3 separate regions of the Mus musculus genome follow, and all the other regions are linked to region 2. The links are chromatin contacts, called in public Hi-C and Micro-C maps. All regions are on one chromosome and are shown on one strand. The core of a region is the stretch at or near the end of the contact, and the rest is flanking DNA. Distances in the headings are between cores, read along the strand shown. Region 1 has its middle 9.7 kb from the start of Gm41013. Region 2 overlaps Gm35111 (a long non-coding RNA gene). Region 3 has its middle 75 kb from the start of Gm41013.

The links. A called contact is a pair of places that touch in the nucleus more often than the background predicts.
Region 1: a contact with region 2 is called in a Hi-C map of tail fibroblasts, with 2.5 times the contacts expected there. The contact joins two enhancer-like sites. A contact is called at or near these places in 2 of 484 Hi-C or Micro-C datasets (macrophages and tail fibroblasts) and 1 of 115 datasets of contacts at active chromatin or transcription factors (fibro-adipogenic progenitors).
Region 3: a contact with region 2 is called in a Micro-C map of muscle stem cells, with 4 times the contacts expected there. The contact joins two enhancer-like sites. A contact is called at or near these places in 1 of 15 datasets of contacts at CTCF or cohesin (the NIH/3T3 cell line), 6 of 484 Hi-C or Micro-C datasets (the 3T3-L1 cell line, macrophages, muscle stem cells and 2 more) and 1 of 115 datasets of contacts at active chromatin or transcription factors (bone marrow-derived dendritic cells).

What each region holds. Positions count from the first base shown.
Region 1 is chr13:90,151,592-90,154,935 of GRCm38.p6, reverse strand. No RefSeq gene overlaps it. Among named protein-coding and RNA genes, the nearest start is that of Gm41013, 9.7 kb to the left of the region's middle. Within about 2 kb of position 1,820, at least 45 of the 459 cell types and tissues checked have an H3K27ac peak or open chromatin away from gene starts, as enhancers often do. A contact at or near this core is called in tail fibroblasts, where this site is marked.
Region 2 is chr13:90,514,757-90,517,964 of GRCm38.p6, reverse strand. The region is part of intron 1 of Gm35111 (a long non-coding RNA gene); the gene reads left to right. Among named protein-coding and RNA genes, the nearest start is that of Gm35111, 33 kb to the left of the region's middle. Within about 2 kb of position 1,869, at least 184 of the 459 cell types and tissues checked have an H3K27ac peak or open chromatin away from gene starts, as enhancers often do. A contact at or near this core is called in tail fibroblasts, where this site is marked.
Region 3 is chr13:90,236,531-90,239,786 of GRCm38.p6, reverse strand. No RefSeq gene overlaps it. Among named protein-coding and RNA genes, the nearest start is that of Gm41013, 75 kb to the right of the region's middle. Within about 2 kb of position 1,251, at least 7 of the 459 cell types and tissues checked have an H3K27ac peak or open chromatin away from gene starts, as enhancers often do.

The DNA.
Region 1 (3,344 bases), core at 571-3,070, 360 kb after region 2:
AAATCTTGCTGGCTGATACAATGGTGTCTGCATTTGGAGGCTGATTATGGGATGGATCCCCACGTGTGGCAGTCTCTAGATGGTCCATCCTTTCATCTCAGCTCCAAATTTTGTCTCTGTAACTCCTTCCATGGGTGTTTTGTTCCCAATTCTAAGAAGAGGCAAAGTGTCCACACTTTGGTCTTCGTTCTTCTTGAGTTTCATGTGTTTTGCAAAGTGTATCTTGGGTATTCTAAGTTTCTGGGCTAATATCCACTTATCAGTGAGTACATATCATGTGAGTTCTTTTGTGGGTGGGTTACCTCACTCAGGATGATATCCTCCAGGTCCATCCATTTGCCTAGGAATTTCATAAATTCATTGTTTTTATAGCTGAGTAGTACTCCATTGTGTAAATGTACCACATTTTCTGTATCCATTCCTCTGTTGAGGGACATCTGGGTTCTTTTCAGCTTCTGGCTATTATAAATAGGGCTGCTATGAACATAGTGAAGCATGTGTCCTTATTACTAGTTGGAACATCTTCTGGATATATGCCCAGGAGAGGTATCATGAGATCTTACCGTAATACTATGTCCAATTTTCTGAGGAACCACCATACTGATTTCCAGAGTGGTTGTACAAGCTTGCAATCCCACCAACAATGGAGGAGTTTTCCTCTTTCTCCACATCCTTGCCAGCGTCTGCTGTCACCTGAATTTTTGATCTTAGCCATTGTGACTGGTGTGAGGTGGAATCTCAGGGTTGTTTTGATTTGCACTTCCCTGATGATCAAGGATGTTGAACATTTTTTCAGGTGCTTCCCAGCCATTCAGTATTCCTTAGGGGAGAATTCTTTTTTTAGCTCTGAACCCCATTTTTTAATGGGGTTATTTGATTTTCTGGAGTCCACCTTCTTGAGTTCTTTATATATATTAGATATTAGTCCCCTATCAGTTTAGGATTGGTAAAGATCCTTTCCCAATCTGTTGGAGGCCTTTTTGTCTTATTGACAGTGTCTTTTGCCTTACAGAAGCTTTGCAATTTTATGAGGTCCCATTTGTTGATTCTCAATCTTACAGCCATTGCTGTTCTAGTCAGGAATTTTTCCCCTGTGCCCATATCTTCGAGGCTTTTCCCCACTTTCTCATCTATAAGTTTCAGTGTCTCTGGTTTTATGTGGAATTCCTTGATCCACTTAGACTTGACCTTAGTAGAAGGAGATAAGAATGGCAGGCTGAGAAAGAAATTAGGGAAGGAATTAAGATTTTTAAAGAGTGACTTGTCTAACTAAAAAAAAAAAAAAATCCAGCGAAATATAGGGTTAGGAATTGAGCACATATGTTGTGTGCAATAATTTAAAAACAATCTGCACTATCACCTGCTACAATTCCTTCATCTCCAATTATAGCACCACTTAGCACCACTTAGTCTGATGAACAACACACAGGGCACAACGATGTGAACTATATGTATATGTAGAAATAGTCTCTGAGAGGTTCAATACTTTTGGGCTATGATAAACAAAAAAACAACAGCAGCCACAACAATAAAAAGACCTAAAGATGTTAACAAGACCTACCTCTAGATTTTTCTGGTTGTTCATTTTTCTTGTCTCACTTGTACTATAAATTACTTACATTAAACATCTCACTTTCATGGAATGTAAAAATTATTTTTAATATACACAGTATGGCACAATTTTTGAAAATTCACTTGTGAACAGAGCTCGGATTTCATCTCTTTCTATGACTCCTTTTAACTCTCTTTTCCCAACTGACTGTGTATCAGCCACCAACTGATGCAATTCTCCAGTTGCATACGCCACTCTCCGGATCTTAGATCTCAGCTTTACTCTACGGGGCTTATTATAACTGTGCAGTACATTTCCAGAGCCCCACCCCCAGCATGTCATTCCAAGGAGAAGTGGTGGATTGCTTGCAGCTGGATGCTATTTGGAAAAAAAAAAAGCCGCATATATTTACTAGAGCTTGGGGGGACTGCAGGAGGAGAGAACAATTGTCACCCTAGTCCCTTTTCCTGGCAGCACCTCAAAGGTTGACAAGTGGGAACAGCAGCACCATGCTCTGCCCTGAAAGAGGACAGAGAGAGAGAGAGAGAGAGAGAGAGAGAGAGAGAGAGAGAGAGAGAGAGAGAGAGAGAAATGTTGAAACCCTGAATTGCTTCTCCCTCCTCATTATGTATTATTTGTCAGTCATGGATAAAAGGTGGTTTTTGCCCTCCAGCTGCTAGCCCTGGGGTGCACATAGCACCAGATCTTGCTTCTTTCTTGTGGAACACTTCAAGAAAAATCGATGACTTCACCTTTCTTTGAAAGGTGGCCTTTCTCTCCCCTCCCCGCTTTTTTTCCTTTTTTAAAATTTCATTTTCATCTTTAACCAAATGGTTTAAACAAAGCAAACCATTTGGGAAAGAGATCTAAAATTTTGTTCTCTAATTTTCTGAGACTCACATCTTAGATTTTGAAAATATATATGGAATATTTTTCTCTTTCCTTATGGAGATAAAATGTCTTCAGTTTCTACAATTAGCATAGCTTGGTGCAGGGGGTGGAGTGGAGTTATTGTATTCCTTTGTACTGGGCTGTGAAAATGAGTAAGAAAGCGGATGCAGGCATTCAGTATGAAATTCAGACTTTTAACAGTAAATTCATTTGGTTGCTCAATTTTCAAATTTATTTTATAACAAACAACATTCCTCTCATTTGTACATTTTGCTTTCCTGTTAAAGGGGGTGCTTTAAAAAATCACCACCATTTTCAGTCTTAAGAAAGTTTTTGTAGAACTATAAAAGACATGGAATTCAGACATGTTTTAAGTTCATGTGATGAATACACACTGAATCATGTTGCAGATGACATTCCAGCTGATGCTGCTAAACCATGAATCACAACATTGCACTAATTCTCCACCTCAGAGGGAACCTGTTAGTATTGCCCTTTTCCACATAGTTTGTATCTTTTCTTGTGAAAAAAAGAGAAAAATCTCAGTGGAAGACATGTTAGTTTTTTAAGGTATTTAATCAGTATAGTAGAAGTACACACATAGTCACTTTTTTTTTTAAACTAGCTAAAAAACACTCAGAATAATAGACTGTAGTAAAAGCTTTACCAGGTAGCAGACATGATAATCTGCAAAAAACAGAAATTGTTTTCATAATACATTTTATTCTTTTGGCTTATTTGTTTTATTATTTTATGGCCAGAATTTGATGCTACCTGGAAAAATTCAATATTGTAAGGCCTAGAAACTCAAGTTCTCCTTTTCCTTACATACATAGAAATGTAAGGGATTGCATCTGCTGTAAATTTTGGGGGAAGCAAGGATTGGTCAACAGCTTTGGCC
Region 2 (3,208 bases), core at 620-3,119:
CTCTGTTGAGTAAAAAGGAAGAAAAGGTCCAGTCTAGACCTGGATGTCTAGAAGTGTTTTAAGTGTCCTGCATCCACAGAGACTTTAAGGACAGAGTCAGAGAAGGCAGATTTTTATGTGTTGCCTTTGTTGTCTTGAAAGAGCAGACTCTGCCAAAACGATAGCAGCCATGCAGAGCCTAGCATCTGCAATCTCTAACAGGTTTCAGATTTCTAAAAATGACTTGGAAAATCACATGTCAGCAAACTAGAGGGGCAAAAGGGAGCCACTGATAGGGAATCAGTGAATCTCACGTGTATTTGAGATGCTGTGACAAAAACATGCAATGCACCAATCACAAGGTCTGCAGTGTTTCATTTTCCTCTTCATGACAGTGATTACATTTATGATGTCTTTCAGAGACTTGAGCAAAGAACACAAGCTGAAAAATCAATACAGCAAATGGCAAACATGCCAAGGGTGTGGATTAGAATGGGAACCAGAGCCAGTGAGAACATGGTGTTTGGGTAACATTGTGCCTGCACTGGCAAACTTTAATCTGTTATATTTTGTATCTAAAATATATGGAAACACACAGATGTGGTGAGAATGGGACAGATACAATTAGAACAGGCAGTTTGGGGATGAAAATCAGATACCTCTGATTACACTTGGTCCATGCCATGCTTATCACAAATGACACAATGAAGGCTCCAGAATGGAGGACAACTGCCATACAGGTATATCTTGTCGCCTAGGAGTCTGTTGCTTTGTGTTGTCTCTCTTCAATTCCTTTCCACTCATCTGATTGTGATTCTTAAACCCTCAAGTCTTTATATTTGCTTTGGTTGTATTACTGCCAGACAAGAAGAAATGGACAACACAATTATATCCATATGCCTACTATGACAGAACTCATCTTAAGGAAATGCCGATGCCCAAGATGAATGGTGGTGCTCTCCAGAGGCTGTTATGTCACTTTAGTCCTTGCATGCAGCCTTAGTAGACTAATGATTTGAGAACAGAAAGAAGGCATATTTTGTAGAATATATATATATGCACACACATACATACATACAAAATATTTTACATCTATGGGTGGTTTTAAAGATTATTGCTCTATTTGTTATTATTGTAAAGGCTAACATCTAGACTTTCTTTAAATTATGAGTGCTTAAAAATGGAAGACTCTCACTTCTTAGACAAATGAGTCCAGAACATGTATGTTATGTATGTTATGTATGTGGGTTAGGAAGAACAGGCAGGCACTGGTTAAATTCCCATCAGCCAGGAATTCTGAGCATCCCAACTGAACATATGCACAAAATCCTGAAAAAGCGTTTGAAATTTAGCATTGCAGTAACATGTTTAAAATAACTTCAGAGTTGATCTATAACCAGGGCACTTCTAGGTTTAAGCAAATATAGCAATTAGTTTTTCATTTTTTAAAGGGAGCTCATTTTGTGTAGCTAAATATAAATCAAAAAATTTTAAACACTATCCTCCAAGGCAGTTTAATTTTGAGCAGAATTTGAACGAAGAAGTAAAACCAAATCTCAAAGATGCTTCTGGTGTGGTAACATGGATCCTGGAGTGCAGCCTCAGAGCCATTTGGCTGTAGCCTCACATTCAGAAGGGCCAGCCAAGGAGACACATAGGCAGACTGCTTCAGAGAGATCAGCCTAAACCAGTACCATTTCTGAGACCAAATTCCCCTCAGAAGCACTCTGTAAATCCCCGAGTTCCTGTAGTAAGAAGTCTGTCCCTTTATTTAGTTTCATTGTGTGTTATCATTAAATGGGAGGAAATGACAAAAGCCACAGTCAAGGATAACCATGTGACACTGGCTTAGGCAGGCATAGGGTGTGTCTAGAGTGTGTTTCTGCTCAAAACTGGGTTACAAATGTGACCTAATGCTTGAAGCCTGTAGCTCCCAAAGAGGAGGAAGTTGTGCAGTGTTCTGGTGCTGATGGCAGGTTGCCAACCCAACAGAATTGCACAATCAGCTTCTAGGACATGCTGCATTTTTTTTCTCTCCCCAGAAATCAGTAAGCCACACTAGAGGGCAGGCTAACCTAGACCTTTATTCAACCCCTGCCCCCCACCCAAGAACAAGAATTTGCTCCCTTGTGTCTGATATAAGCATTATAGAAATAGAAGCCTACAGTTGAAAAAAATTGTGGCACTCTACGGAGCAAGCAACAGAGATTGTAGTTTGTGTGATACATCTATTTTACTCTGTGCTTGGAACATGTAAGGACAGCGCCACTTTAAGTAAAGCTTAAGGAAAAGTAAACCAACAAAAGGCAATGAAAATAGTGAATAACATGTCGTTATTAACTTGAATGAATTAATTAATATGTTATCAGAAATTAATACTATCAGACTAAATTAATATTAGAAAAGGGGTATTTCTTGACCAGTAACATCTTCTGTACAGGAATAGAAAATACAGTAGACATTGTCACTGCGGTGCAAGTCAGATACATAATGCTAGTTTGCATCTGATATCCTGCTTTTATTTCATTTTCTTCAGTGTGGTCATCAAGCACTAAAGGACTTGAGAATATAAGCTGTATAAAGTGGACTGTCTTAGGAACAAGGTTAATATTCTTCCTCCTGGACTTGCCCCATACCACCTCAGACTCCTCAGCCCTCCCAAGGAGTTTAGGATGTAGTAGAAAGTCACATAAAATTTCCAATCTGAACACTGAGCATATGTATTGTTAAAACATTGGTTGATAGCCACAACTGGCTTCTTGCTATTCTTTGAAAATATCTATGTAGAAGATTATCCTATTTTCCATATGTTCTGTGCTAGTCCAGCTTCTCCACAGACATGGAGACAACAAGATATACATAGCAGTCGATTTGTCAAAGAGGCTTGTTGCGTGCAATTCTGCAGTCTGAGAGGTTTCAGATCTGTAGTTAAAGACAAATGTAATGCCACATTTCAGTAATCTGTGCATTTGGGAAGCCAAGGCAAGAGGATTACCAAAACTTTGAAAATAGCGTGGGCTTCCAAGGAAGACATTTTCTTATAAATGGACAAAAACAAAATCAAAACAAAAAACAAACAAACCTAGAGTCTGCAGACTGGAGACAGTGACGTGGTTTCACATCTGAGTGTAAAGCCCTAAAACCCATGAGAGCTCAGGATATAATATCATGTCTGAGTCAGAGTCTAAGAGACGCAACTGATGCTGCAGCTTACAGATGGAGCTCTGGA
Region 3 (3,256 bases), core at 2-2,501, 280 kb after region 2:
GCCTACAACGAATGAAAATGGAAGGGGAAGCTTAGCAGTATGTGCACACTCCTTTCCTTCTAACCGAGGGTACCTACTACTTCTGCCATCACATGTGTACATCAGACCCCTGCTCTTCAACCTATCAACAAGGACCCCCTCTAGTGTCTGCCCAGGTGTCGTCAACGCCTCCAACCTCAGATTTGGGCTACATTGTTTATCCCTCTTGTTCTGAAGCTCCATGCTTCTTGGGATTAACAGGTAGTGGATTCTCTGGTCCTCTCTCCATCATGCACAATACCTTTCATTCAATAAACTCCATCACTGTATGCTAATCTAATACCTTCCCTAATATCCTATTAATTCTATACCTCTAGAGAGCCTTCTTTGATTCACTAAAAAAACATAGTCATCACAACATACAGTTGAGGAAGTAATGGGGAAACACCTGTATGTACTAAGTACAACTTCTTTCTTTTTAATGTATTTTCAAACCACTGCTTGAATCCAAGTGTACAGACCAAGAGAGGCACCTATATTCTGTTTCCTGTTGCCATTCTTATCTCTCTGAAAACTCTGTCTTTGGATTTGGAAAATCTGCCTCTAACCTTTACACTGAGTAGAAGAGCTGTTATTATCTGCTATATTTACTCACATATTTGTTTAAAGCACATCATCATATGGAATACATAAGGTAAGTAGTTCATTTCTTCTAACTAATCACTGGACTGAGCTCTTCACAGTAGGGTACTCACCAATTCTGGACACACTGCAGAACACTCCAGAGATCCTCTATAAACGCTAACGTAATAGAAGAAAGGGTCCCTAAACTATCCAGGTCATCGGGTCACAAACACCATTTGTTTTTGCTGAATGACATAGGTAATATGCTTACTTTCATTCTATCATTTTATGTATGAAGGACAAAGTAGTAGGAAACCATTTCAGCCAGTGGTTCTATTTTCTTCAACCAACACAGAAAAACTTGTTACAAAAACCCTTCAGTAAAGAGTCAACAACCTTTTGTGAGATGCTTTAATAGAATCACAGGGTGAGGAAAAGCATTTCTCTGTGCCAGCAACTTAATATCTTCCTGTTCCTGCCAGGGATTGTAATTCAGGAACCAATCTCAAACTGAGGAGAAGAAAACCTGAGATGTTTCATGAAAATGGCTGAATGTCATCAGCAGCTATTTAGTGAGGGATGATATGTCAGGAGCAATCTACACATAAAATGCACTCTCACAGAATCCTGGCCATCTGCAGGGTCAGGAAGACTCACAACACTGACATCTCCCGCGGGAGTCTTTTCAGCTTTGTGCTTTTTCTGGCGAGAAGAAATACAGACATTTGTGATTTACTACTGTGTACTTACAGGGATAGAGTGAATTGTTTCTTAGGAAATTCCGGCTGAGATGAGAAACTTAGAAAATAAAAAGCATATATATATATATATATATATATACATATATATATATATATATATCAGAAAGATTGGAAACTGATAAAATATTTTATATTCATAAGAAGGAAAAAAATCTTGTTTCCATTATAGCTTTTGGGATTTCTGAGCCACCTTGGTTCCCTTTCTTGCCTTAGGGATTTCAGTGTTGTGACTGTCTGAGAGAAGCTATTCTCTTTGTTTCTTGCTTCTACTTCCCCCAGGAGGAAGGAGTGACTTAATTAATTGCAGCAATTAGATATAGTGGGACTTCTTAGTTCTTTTTCTTTCTTTCTTTAACTCCTCAGGAATGTGATCAGTCACCACTGTTTTTATGCGATAACATTTTTTTGGATCTGGTAGTCTGTTATCTTTGCTGTTAATTGTTCTAGAATCAAAACAGGATGGATTATTAATTGATACTTTCCAGTAATCCCCACAATGTTGTTTGTGGTGGTACTTCTGCACTATCAAGGCAGAATGAACAGTAAACTCACTTTGATCTCTGGATAGGCCATGGAAGATTCAGTGATTTTTACCAAAGGCAACTATTAACAGCATTAACAAAGAAGGTAATGAGAGACAGGAGTATGGCCTGATGTCTGGGGTTGGGGATGGCTTACTATCAGGACAGATATTAAAACAAAATTTTGAGAGACAGAAATTGAAAGTTTTGAGACTATGGATGGCATTATGAAATCGAGCTTAACAAAATGAAGATCATATTCTACAACGGGCAGTGGAATTGAAGGCCTTCCCACCGCAGACATAAAAGTGAAACTGGCAAGCAAGGTGCTGGGTGGAAGTGAAAAGTGGAGCAAACAAGAGGGATTTCAAGCAAATAGCTAACCAATTGCCTTTGTCTCTACACCAGCTAGAAACAAAACAACCTCTGAGAATAAGTGAATGAACCACAGTGGGATTCTATTGGAATACAGAAGTTTCAAGCTTCTTTGTTCTCCTATTTAGGGAAAGTACTGCCTGTCTTCTGCTGTCTGTTTGATTCACCCTAAGGTGAAGCAAGTTACAGAATACCTTTGTCTGAAACCAAATTGCTGCTGGGGAAATTCCAAAGCCATGATAAGACTTTTGGAGAAATGATCTATTCACAAAATAACAACAACAAAGGAGATGTTCAAAATCATCAGGAAAAAGGAGCCTTATTTATAATTCTAAAGGATGATTGGATCTGAACCACAACAACAAAAATCTATATTGGGAAGGCAGAAGCACAAAAGCAAGAGACCAAAATAATAAGACAGAAAAACCCAGTTGCAGAAAACAGAATAAAAGTTAATAATAAGAAATTGCCTTGATGGCATATATTGGGTATCAGGTCTTGTTCCAAGGACAGTGTGTGTGTGTGTGTTTCATACAAATCTTATGAATTATGTGTTATTGAAACCTCCATTTTATACATATGAAAACTGAGGGCATGGAAATTGTCATGAGCAATCAAGGATTTGGAACTACTCCGTGGTTAAGTGAAAATTCTAATTTTCACCACAGACATGATGTGAGAAGGACTTGCCTCCATGCTATAATAGAATGCAATAATACTGAACAATTCAGCCTCAACAGATGTTTGAGAGATGAAAAAAATAAGAGTTAAAATAGAAAAATTTAATGGAAGTCAGAAGACTCAAAGATAAAACTAAGAAAACATCAAAAGAAAATAGAGTAAAATTAATGTAAAGTCTGAAAAAAAAGACAGGTTTTTTTATGTCTGATCTGGGGTATATATATCCCAATACAATATATATACTCTAATGGACATTTGAATATCCAATCAAAATTAAGCATTCCACAGTCTTTTATTCTCTGCATGTGGGAGATG